3 separate regions of the Zea mays genome follow, and regions 1 and 2 are each linked to region 3. A link is a contact called in public Hi-C data. All regions are on one chromosome and are shown on one strand. Each heading gives the region's core, a stretch centred on a gene start, on an enhancer-like site or on the middle of the called end of the contact. The rest is flanking DNA. Distances are from core to core; before and after follow the strand shown. Region 1 has its middle 210 kb from the start of LOC100282373. Region 2 has its middle 130 kb from the start of LOC100281883. Region 3 holds the start of LOC100281883 (CONSTANS-like protein CO8).

The links. Hi-C and Micro-C count contacts between places; a contact is called where the count stands out from the background.
Region 1: a Hi-C map of leaf shows a contact between it and region 3, with 8 times the contacts expected there. The contact joins the enhancer-like site here to the promoter of LOC100281883 in region 3. A contact is called at or near these places in 3 of 25 Hi-C or Micro-C datasets (ear, leaf and tassel).
Region 2: a contact with region 3 is called in a Hi-C map of leaf, with 3 times the contacts expected there. The contact joins the enhancer-like site here to the promoter of LOC100281883 in region 3. A contact is called at or near these places in 2 of 25 Hi-C or Micro-C datasets (ear and leaf).

Annotation. Positions count from the first base shown.
Region 1 is chr10:55,671,489-55,675,186 of Zm-B73-REFERENCE-NAM-5.0, reverse strand. No RefSeq gene overlaps it. Among protein-coding and RNA genes, the nearest start is that of LOC100282373, 210 kb to the left of the region's middle. Within about 2 kb of position 1,641, at least 4 of the 20 cell types and tissues checked have an H3K27ac peak or open chromatin away from gene starts, as enhancers often do. A contact at or near this core is called in leaf, where this site is marked.
Region 2 is chr10:55,554,306-55,558,056 of Zm-B73-REFERENCE-NAM-5.0, reverse strand. No RefSeq gene overlaps it. Among protein-coding and RNA genes, the nearest start is that of LOC100281883, 130 kb to the right of the region's middle. Within about 2 kb of position 2,451, at least 3 of the 20 cell types and tissues checked have an H3K27ac peak or open chromatin away from gene starts, as enhancers often do. A contact at or near this core is called in leaf, where this site is marked.
Region 3 is chr10:55,423,600-55,427,244 of Zm-B73-REFERENCE-NAM-5.0, reverse strand. LOC100281883 (CONSTANS-like protein CO8) reads left to right here and starts at 2,303. Exons shown (of 1, transcript NM_001154803.1): 1 at 2,303-3,645. The coding sequence starts at 2,392. The coding sequence ends at 3,228.

The DNA of each region.
Region 1 (3,698 bases), core at 392-2,891, 250 kb before region 3:
GTATCATGATGTATTATCCAAATCTAACTTCCATATTTCATCAGATAACATCTCATGATTTGGCATCTACAACAAGTATGGACGTTACATGCTTCTCTACCCTTAAAAGTCTTCGCTCAAATCTCAGGACGAGATTGTTTTAAGGGGGAAGACTGTAACACCCCAGGTGTTTGCCTCTTGTTAAGCCATGAGATTGGATCTCATCACAGATCGTCGGTGAAGATAATGATTTCTCGATCACGTCAATCTATGTTTATTAAGATTATTTCTATTTGTTTCACCGATTCAGGATTATTTGGTCTCGAGAAATGCCAAAATCTTGTGCCTATTAAAAATTTATATAATGAAACAAATGTAAATTCGAAAGTCAATCCAATTACACCCTTTCTGAATTGATTTATGTTTTTATAACTGAAATGTAATGCCAAGTTATAACTGAACCGTTATACAAATGCAAATTTGAAATTCGAAATGTGCTCGATTTGCATAATCTAAGACATGAACATAGACTTATACTGAAGCAATTTTAATTTTTGGCACAAACAAAGAGGCAAAATTTTCAAAATGGAACAAATTATTACTTACTCAGAAATCCAAACTAAACTTTGCCTTGGATCGTCGTCGATCCTTGGTGAGGCCTCGCTTTTCCCGCACTCTGTGTGTTTGATGAAATAACTGAACCGTTAGATCGTCGTCGTTGCTCGCGACAAACTTTGCCTTGGATGTGGAAGGATCCCTATATGAAATTAGTTATCCCTTTTGTTGAATTATAAGTACTCTCTAAAGGATTTAAGCTAAAGCATATCTTTGTGAAGGTTATACATTAGAAATTATTTCCTAAAATAAATATTCTTTTATTATATATCTAGAAGCATTTACATAAATGGATAAAGAAATTAATGTATATAAAATAATAAACCTTGCATCTCATGATGAAGGTTTTGCTTGTGCATCCAATTAAAAGTTTGCAATGCAAACTGGGTTTAGAATTTGAAGACTCGAAATTGAACTTGAATTGAATTCTCAAATAGAAAAAAGAAAAAAGAAGAACCCATCGGTTGGGCCAAATCCTTTCCCGGCCCACTTTCTTTTCCCTCCACCGTCGACCCATCCCTCCTTAGGGCTTGTTCGGTTATTTTGAATCCATATGGATTGGAGGTGATTGCTACGGATTAGGGGAGATTTTGACTTACTAGGGATTGAAACCCCCTCAATCCCTCTCAATCCATATGGATTGGGGTAGAACCGAACAAGCCCTTAGTCTTTTCTTTTCTGAAACGCTGACGCACGTCAGCCCGGGAAACCTTGTGCAAACACGTTGTCGCGCGGGCCCCATAGGTTAGCTGCACTATCGCGTGCACACATTCTCTATTTGTGCACGCTCATGGGCAATTCGGTGCTGATCGGTGGGCCTATCGCCAGAGGCTCGCCATCGTAAAGAAATTTGTGTCACTCTCAATTTTGGTTTTCTATTATTATGCCATTCCGTATCTATGACTGATGGGACCATCTGTGTCTATGATTTGTGGTCCGATAGTATACTGGCGAAGCCCATAAATCATAACGGCAAAATTGCCAATGTCTCTGCCATCACACGCGCGGGCGTGGACTCATTCCCATGTGCCGCTGTCACATGGACCCCCCGTCACCTCGAACGGAATTAATCACGAGCACAAACAGAGCCGGACGTGACTGCGGGTCGTTGTTATCCGACAGGATTCAGAAAAAAAAAGTTGTTACGATTTGATGGTCTTCCCTATGAATAAATAGCGGGCGTCGCACTCACGTTGATCCATGGCAATAGCTACGCCTACGCTGAGAGAGAGTTTGCTGCCGTTAGAATAGAAAGGGGGAGAGGGTGGCCGCTGCCATCGATATGCCGCTCGAGCGACAATACGTCCTCAGCAAGTTGCATGGGAGAGTCTCCGGTGCAACGGGCGTGCCCACGTCGGATTTGGGCGTGTAGGGGAATCGGGGAGCCTAAAATTGCTCGTTGGAGCAACCCACCGCCGCGGATCCATGGGATATCGTGGGCGGAGGTCATCGCAGGTAAGAATCATCTCATACTATGTGATTGGTTACCGTAGAAGTCGAGCCAGGTCCGTACGAGTTTAGTTAGTATTAGTAGAACCAAGATGAGTTCGTGCAAACACTTTTGTTTAGTTGTGTGTATAGACTCGTGCAGATGTTTGGTTGGTTGCACTGAAATGTGTATTAGTGAAGGGTGTATAAATAAATCTTTACATATTTATCATGAGTGATTTAGTTTTGTTCACAAAAATCGGAGGAATACAAATATTAAATGGATTCAGTGATTAAATATTTTAATTGGAAGATATAAATAAAAAAGTAAAATAAAAATATCTGGATTTCTGTGCTTAAGCGTGCAGTGAGCCTGCATGGGGGGAGATGCTCCCGCCGGCTGTTCGCGCGGAGCCTGGCTACGGCGTACGGCTTGCATGCATGTAGCCTGTTTGAGGAGATACGGAAACCAAACAAACCATGCTTTGAGACTCCGCGGGTTCAAGTGCATGAGTAGAGAAGCCAACCAATCACGCAGCTAGTGATCACCATCACATGCTCTTTCTTTTGCACCAAGGGTTGGCCGGAGAGGAGTACTGAGTCATGAGGAGGGCGCTGCTCCGCCAGCTTGCCGCCAGGGGCCACACTACCGGAATCAGCTCCTTTGCCATGTGTCTGAGACACACGGCAAAGGCTATTTTACACTCGGCAAATGCTTTGCCGCGTGTAACACTCGGCAAAAAACGCTCGGCGAACTATACATCGGCAACAGCCTCTTTGCCGAGTACTTTTTGTCGGGCACTCGACAAAGACTTTGCCGAGTGCCATTTGGCACTCGGCAAAGAAAAGTCACCGTCACGGCGCCAAGTGACGGTGACGGATCCTTTGCCGAGTGCCTTCTGTGACACTCGACAAAGAGGTCAATTTTGCCGAGTGTTTGCTCGAGAGGCCCTCGGCAAAGACTGATCCAGTGGGCCCCACCGCCAGTCCCTGTGCCGAGAGCTCTAGTAGGCACTCGGCAAAGGAGGCTTCTTTGCCGAGTGTCTGGTGGACTGGCACTCGACAAAGAACCCTCCAGTGGGCCCCTTTGCCAGTATCTTTGCCGAGTGCCTGGGCAACAGCACTCGGCAAAGATGTCTTCGCCGGTTCCCAGGTTTCCTTCTTTGCCGAGTGCCATGGTCAGCACTCGGCAAAGATGGCTTTACCGGTTCCCAGGTTGCCTTCTTTGCCGAGTGCCATGGTCATAGCACTTGGCAAAGCGACCCTTTGCCGAGTGTTACACTCGGCAAAGTGACCAGAATGTCCCTTTTTATTTGCTTTTGTTGTTCCATCCAAACAAACAAAAGATATATATCATTCACATCACATTATATATCAATCACATCACAGAATGAACACATTTATCATCAACATCATATATATCACAAAGTCTCACTAAAGTCTCACAAATATAAGTAAGGATCATCACAAAACAGATATAAGTCTGCATCATCACTAACATCACCAAGTATCTCACAAGATAAAGTCTAACTAACATCACCAACACTCATAAAGGTAAGTCTGGATCATCACAAAACAGATCATCAACGAGGTGGGCATCTGGACTGGTTCGGCGAAGGGCTGGACGAAGCATGAGGGTTGTTCGACGCCGCCGATTGACCCTGCACAGAGAAGAG
Region 2 (3,751 bases), core at 1,202-3,701, 130 kb before region 3:
CTATTTATAGGGCAAAGGTACAACTTCGTATGAAATTACAAGTGTGTCCACAAAACTTGTATATGTGGTTTACAAATGACGCAAGGGTATTGTCTTCTATCTTTATCATCCTGGCTGTAGAATCTTGTGAATACCTTCTTCTGGCCTTGTTTGACTCCTGCCTTCATCCCCCTGTATAGTTATGATGAAGCTAGTACCTTCGTCCTTTTTCTTGGTCTATTCCGAAGGTATCGAGCGCTGAAGCATCTACAACACTTAGAGATGCATCGAAATACAATGATTAATTGTGTTTTTGAGGACCTTCGAAAGACGATGGCCCCCAACACTTCTTACGTTATTTAGGCCCAGTTTGATATAACTCAACTTCACTAGTGAAACTATTTTTTCCCGAGTTTCAGCTTCAGAGCAGCTTTTGTAAAACTAGAGCTATTTTGGAGACCTAATTAGCGAAACATATTTGTATGTAGATTTCTTTAAAATATGCTCAAACAGAATCTCACACAGGACCTATAAGTTTAAGGTGAAGCTCAGAAGTTGTCATGACACATAAGTGCAAACATGAAGTTGTAGTGTCATCCCAACAAAAAAAAGGTTAGTTGAAAATATGCCACTCAAAAAATTGAAAAATTGGAAACTAGTTCATTTTCATGCCACTCCATGGCATTAAAATGAACTAGCCATCCAATTTTGTAAAAGTTGAGTTGTATGTATACAATTAATCCAAAAAACGCCCCCAAACCCTAGCCTTGTCGGCCGCCACTGTCGGTTGCAGCAGCGGCGACCAACCCCTCCCCCCTCTCTCTCGACATTGGTGTCATTGTCCTCTCCACGTCTCGCCGGTTGGATCATATGGGCACCGATCCCCCGCTGCCACGCTTCCTTCCAACCGGTCCTACCGCGCACCGACCTACCCGTCCCCTCTCTTGCTCGATTCGTCGGGTGCTAGCCTCTCGCCTCTCCCCACTATTGTTCCCCTATCCGGCTTCCTCTCTGACACACGGTCATGACATCGCGCTGTCAGATCCGGCCACCAACCTCGTCGTTGGCCTGGGCCTCGACCGCTGCCTGTGCAGTGGCACTCATGGCACACTGCCGGCGGCTCGTGCAGCACGCGGCAACGCTCATGGTGTCGGACCTGCAGCTTGCCGCGTGTGCAGCAGGCTCACGGCGTCATGGCTCGCGCGTGCAACGGCGTGGCCGTCCGAAAGTGACAGCTTGACCCTAGCCGGGACGGTATAGTGGGCAGCGGGCCCTCGTCGCCTCCTCACCTTCTAGGTCGTGCCGCCACCATTGGTTGTCATCGCCGTTTATAGGCCCCTGAGAGGAGTATGACCCAGGCCTCCTCACTTTTCGCCGGGAGTTTGAAGTTTGGGGGTCCTAGGCGAAAGCCATGCCAGATGTAGTCTGTGCAGATGACGGCAATGCCCTCGGCACCACTGACCTCCTTGGAGGCGTCGTCATGGAGCCCCTTCCCCTACTTCTCTGGTGCCATCATGGAGGAGTCATGCTGTAATGGAAAATTGGCGTCATCATTTTCTTGTAGGTCTCTTGTGTCGTTGTGCTTGGCACTGGCATTTAGGCCTTTGTCGTGGTGTGACGCGTGCCTTCCTTTGGCGCCTCTGCCTCGTCTACTCTCTTCTTGTTACAAGAGCACGAAATTCTTATGTCGAGTCGGTGAATATCCGCCTCCCACCATTCCCCCACGGGGTTTTCCCCTCGTGCGGTGTTGAATGGTGGCAAGCGGAGCCTGGATGTGCCGTGAGATGTTTCTGTTTGCTCCAAGGGAGATCGTCATTTTCGGTATGCTATGGTCGGCATGCCTTCCTTCATTAGGAGCCTCTCCATCTCATCATGAGATATTTGCTGGATGGTTAAGAATAGAGCCAATGCTGCCCGTTTACTTGCAATTGCATGTCAGCGTGCAAATCCCGTTCTCTTATTTGTCTTAACTCCAGAAGTTCTACACCACCGTCAATTATCTGTAAAGTGCTTGTTGAAGTTTTTGGATACTACTGTACATTAGATGTAGTATCCTCTTACATTGAGATGAAGAATAAATAGGTCTGTAGAAAATGATGAGCGAAACGATCTTTACCCGTAAATCTCATGGATCGTGACAAGTTTTTTTCCCCAAATGAGGTCTAATTTGTGTACTCTAGTATTGACCACAATCCACATGTATTGAGGTGGATTGTGGTGTAACTTAAACTAATTTACACCATAATCCACCTCAATACATATGGATTGGGGTCAACACTAGAGTATCTAAATAAAGCCTGAGTGGGATTGGAAAGACTAGTATCGCAATTTGGGGGCGGATTGAGCGGTTTGTTTCATGATTGATCCTTCCGGTGGCAGCAAAAGATTTGCATGTAGACCCGGGCGTACACAGGCTGGCCATAACAAGATAGATCGCACAATCCAGCTCCGCATGATGCCCTGATGAGACAAGAGGCCTACGAATTGACATCAGCAGGGACGTCACCTGAAAGCAAAGGTTTGTTGCACCACGGACGACTGTTCAACCATCGTCTCACATCACTTGCAGTACTTAACGACTTGACCCTGATTTAAATCATTTGCCAAAAGGTTAACATACCTTTCATGATAATGTCATCCACAACAGGACACGTGTGCTGACAATTCTCCGATACTGCAGCGACAATCCAACAAGTTGTTCGCTTAGGATTAAAGCTAACTGTGTCGGACTGTTGCATCTATAATCCATAAAGACAAAACACTGTAAAAACAGTAGAAGGTGTTGGAGGCTTACTTTGCCGAAGGTCCTTAAGACATCTCTTCTTCGGTGTAAACTAAGATGTTTCAGGCACAAAATGAAGAACATGCGAAGCTGTCCTTCAGATGAAGCAACGAAGGTAAAGCTTTGTTCACATGTATACAAGCGGCAAAGGCGCAAACCGAAACTGTTAGCCTCGCCATGGAGAAGACTTCGGACGAAAAGCGGCGAAGGGAAAGGATTCCAAGGCTTGTGCGGCAAGAGAGAAAGGATTCCAAGGCTGGTCCCGTGAACTCACTCCGACCACAACAACTCCTATCATGTCGCCAAAGAAGACAACGGTGATTGGCTCTGTCCTCATGACTTTGGATCCTAACCAAGGTGGCGAAGCTCTCCTTAGGAAGGCAAGGAACCAGAAGAGGAAGGCCATCAGTCTGGAACCGCAAGACAAGGAGCTTGATTGTGAAATCAACAATCTCGATGCAATCCACCAGCAAATGGAGAAACACAAGGAGAAGGTGCTTCGTCTATACGAGCTTTAGAAGAAGATTAAAGAAGCAATTGAAGAGATGTGAAACATTGAAGTGCAAGATCAGTACAACTTCAAGGACCAAAACTATGATGGTCGTAACCATGACAATTTTCATCATGAGCCATTCAACTACCAAGAGTTTCCTTTGTGACGAAGCTTCACCACTGACACCAGAGCTGCAAGCAGCACCTTGGCCACCAATGTACAAACCTCTTATATTGCCAATGTATGATGGCCTATCTAACCCGAAGCAGTTCCTCGTGAGTTACGAAGCTACCATATCTTCATAGGGTGACAACTCAGCACTCATGGCAAAATCCTTTCTCATGGCGATCAGAAATGTGGCCCAGACTTGGTACTCATCTCTTCGGCCAAGAACTATCACTTCATGGAAAAAGCTAAAAGAAATGCTTCTCACTAACTTCTAGGGTTTTCAGTCAAAGCCCGTTACTGCACAAGCTTTGTTCTAGTGCACCCAAGAT
Region 3 (3,645 bases), core at 1,054-3,553:
CAACTCACCACCACCAATCGGTACAGTAGTACTACGCGCGTTAAATTAATGCATCCGCGGAGGGAAAAGGCTGTGGGACCTACCACAATAACGTCCGAGCACGCCACGTCATCGACAGGATCAATTTCTGCGATTTCTATAGGTCTGGCGGGTCCCACGTCACCACAGACCAGTCGGAGTAGTGGACAGCTCCCCTCGACCGTTTGACCAGAAGCACTCCCTCCACTCCAGTCCAGGCTGGTTTCATTGTCGACCGACCCGACTATCGGGCAATGCAAGCAAATCACTACTTACACGCACTAGTACAACGACAGCATATAGATGCATGAAGGAATAATTTTTTTTTATCCATGCATACCGTACATATCGATGCTAACAAACGGCACATTCTCATTTTGAGATTCTGGATCAACAGACCTCGTAAGGTAAGCTGAAGTATGAAATTGTATCTCATAATACTACGTACTCGATCCGTTCTTTTTTATTTGTCGTGGTCTAGTTCAAAAAATGAATTAACCGACGATTATTATTATTATTATTATTATTATTATTATTATTATTATTATTATTATTATTATTATTATTATTATGTACATTTCAAACATTTCAAAGCATTCAAACGCTTTCGTAATAAAGAGATTTTGATACTCTTAAATGACATAAACTGGCTAGTTGGCATGGTAAAGATAGTTCTAGGTACTAAAAAAAGGAACGATGCTCAAAAATTCCAAATTGTATCCAAGCATCATGCCGCACGTGATATCTAGGAGTAACTCTTGCCTTATACTGTATCCAGTTTAAATTATAGTTCACCTTGACTTCTGTTCGAAGTTAAGTCTTTCTAACTTCGATGGAGTTGTTACAAAAATATGTATATTGGCTCGTTCAAGTTCAATAAATGCATGTATTTCAGAAAAAAATATCACATGGCGAAGTTAATGAAACCAATTTGACACCAAAAACGGGCTGCGCACATCTTTTAGAGACCGAGATAGGGAGCTGCATATGCATGTCCTGCCGCCACCCAACCTAAGCCCGCAGCCACTGCTCCAGTACCGTCCATGGTTGGACGGCACGAGTTGGGGACGCGGATTTCTACTCGGGCTAGCATTGGTCGGCGGCGGCGTGGTGTCATCGGGTGGCTGGCGGCGTGTGCGAAGAACAGAGAAGATGGGAGATGAGGAGCTCTTGAATCCGTGAATGTACTATGATATATACCTTTCGAACTAAATCTGGAACTAGTTCTTTGCCCGTATGTTACTGTTTTTTTTTCTTATTTTAAACTATTAGATCTATTAAAATAGATAGCTCTAGTTTTTCTTCTTCCGAGAACTGTAAAATTTCTCGTATGGGCAAAGACAAATGACCTATAAGAGCAGCTCCAATAGTTATGTATATTTCTACTACCTAAATTTGAGATTTAGCAAGTACTCAAATAATATAGGAAACAAAAAAACTTATCTCCTCCAACAGTTCTCTATATATTACTTCCTAAATATGTTAAAACTTGTCATATCACCAATTTGAGTGTGATTAGCCATTTTTCCTTTTGTTTTCATCTCCCTTCTGCAACTCGATCTCAAAATTGTGACCTCGTCAGCAAACTGATCCAACATGGTGAGTTGTGTTGTCCTTTTGATTTGTTGCCACAATTGTTTATTCTCAACATGTGCATGTGCAACAGTTACATTATTAATTGTTTAATCTCTAACTTACTAGGTGCTGCAATTGTGCATCACCAACAGCTGACGCATGGACTCAGAATGTGGAAAAGACGTCCAACTAAAAGAAGTATGCCAGATTTTATGTTTCGGGAGTTGGTAAGTGGTTGCTAAATGTAGGTAGGAAATAAGGTTAGATGAAAAGTGACTAAATTTAGAAAGTTTATTTAGAGAGCTGTTGGAGATGAGTTTTTAGGTTAACTATCTAAATTATTGATTTAAGGAGTATTTTAGAGAACTACTGTAGTTGCTCTAAGTAATGTAGAAGAGAAGGAATATGTCATGTCAGAAATTAATGTCAAGAGGTCACACTGTAACAAGTGCAGACCTGGATGGTTTGGCAAGGGAACAAGGGTGCCTACCATAGTACACCTACCAATTCCCTCTAAATTACACGATCTTGGTCGTCCTCAGCCAAAGTTTTCGCGGCCATTAGAGCTCCACGTGTCCACTTAACCGATTCACCAACTCCACCTTCGCGCTAAGCTCCCCGCCTCCCGCTCGTCCCCGGTGGCTTCATCACTTCATCTCCCTCCCCCTATTAATACAGCTCAGCAGCTTCACTGCCATTTCGCACTCAAAAACACAAACGCAAGCACAAGCAAAACACAAAGAAGCTCAAGAAAGCTGAGGCAAGCCCAGAAGAAGAAAAAAAAAACTAGAAGGAGAGATGGGAAGAAGCGAAGGCAGCACAAGCCCAGCGGCTGGGGGAGCCGCCTGCGCGTGCGCGGTCTGCGGCGGCGCCGCGGTGGTGTACTGCGCGGCGGACGCTGCGGCGCTCTGCAGCCCCTGCGACACCGCTGTGCACGCTGCGAACCTGCTGGCGTCGCGCCACGAGCGCGTGCCCCTTTCCATGGTGACTGCTGCATCCGGCGTGTACGACGACGACCTCTTCGCGCCCGACGACATCGACGCGGCGTCGTCGTGGGCGTCGGCGCCTGCGCAGGGGCAGGGAAGCCCCCAGAACGGGAGCTCGTCGGCGAGCTTCACCACCGGCGACAGCGGCGCGGAGGGCAGGGGCCTGTTCGACCTGCTGTCCGACGTCGACTTCGCTGCCTGTGTCACGGGCGGCGGCGGCTACCTGCCGGACGGCGTGGCGCCCGTCGTCCATCACGGCGCTGCACCTCTGTGGGCGCAGCCCGGTCTGGCCGCCGCCGCATGGACGGCCACGTGGTCGCCCGCTGTCGTCGTCCCGGGCGCCGCCGTGGTCGCCGCGGCGGCGGCGGAGCGGGAGGCGAGGGTGCAGAGGTACCGCGAGAAGCGCGAGAGGCGCAAGTTCCAGAAGACCATCCGCTACGCGTCCCGCAAGGCCTATGCCGAGGCGCGGCCCAGGATCAAGGGCCGCTTTGTCAAGCGCGCCGCCGGCACCTCCTCCTCCTCCTCCTCGGGTGCCGGCACATCGGACAGCATCGACGCTGCTGCCAAGTTCTGGCTCTCCTTCTCCGACGACGCCAGGGACGGCTTCTTCGTGGACGCCGGGGCCTACGGGGTCGTGCCAAGCTTCTAGAAAGTTTGTGCCTTGAAAATTTAGGGGTCACACTCGCATCACAGCGGGCAGCGCTTCTGGGCTTCTGGCGGTGGCGTTCGCCCAGTTTGAAGCAAGTTAAGCAACCGCCCTTCTCGTTTGTGTCGTGTCGTCTCGTCATTCATGTGAGCAGCATCCGTGGTGAAATTCCGCCATCGCTATTTTTAAATGATGGCGCGGAATTTCGATGGGTCATCACCAGTTGGTGAACGAACTAGGGGATTTATTGTGTCTTGTAAGATACAACTTTACTGGGTTGTCTATCAAATTCTGCGTTGGCTCATCGTCATCGCTTTACTGGGGCTAACAATATAGTTGTGGTGGAAATCTGCCATCCATGCTTCCATAGCAAGCTCTTAGATGATCGGAATAAAAGGGGATTTTGATGGGCCAATCAGG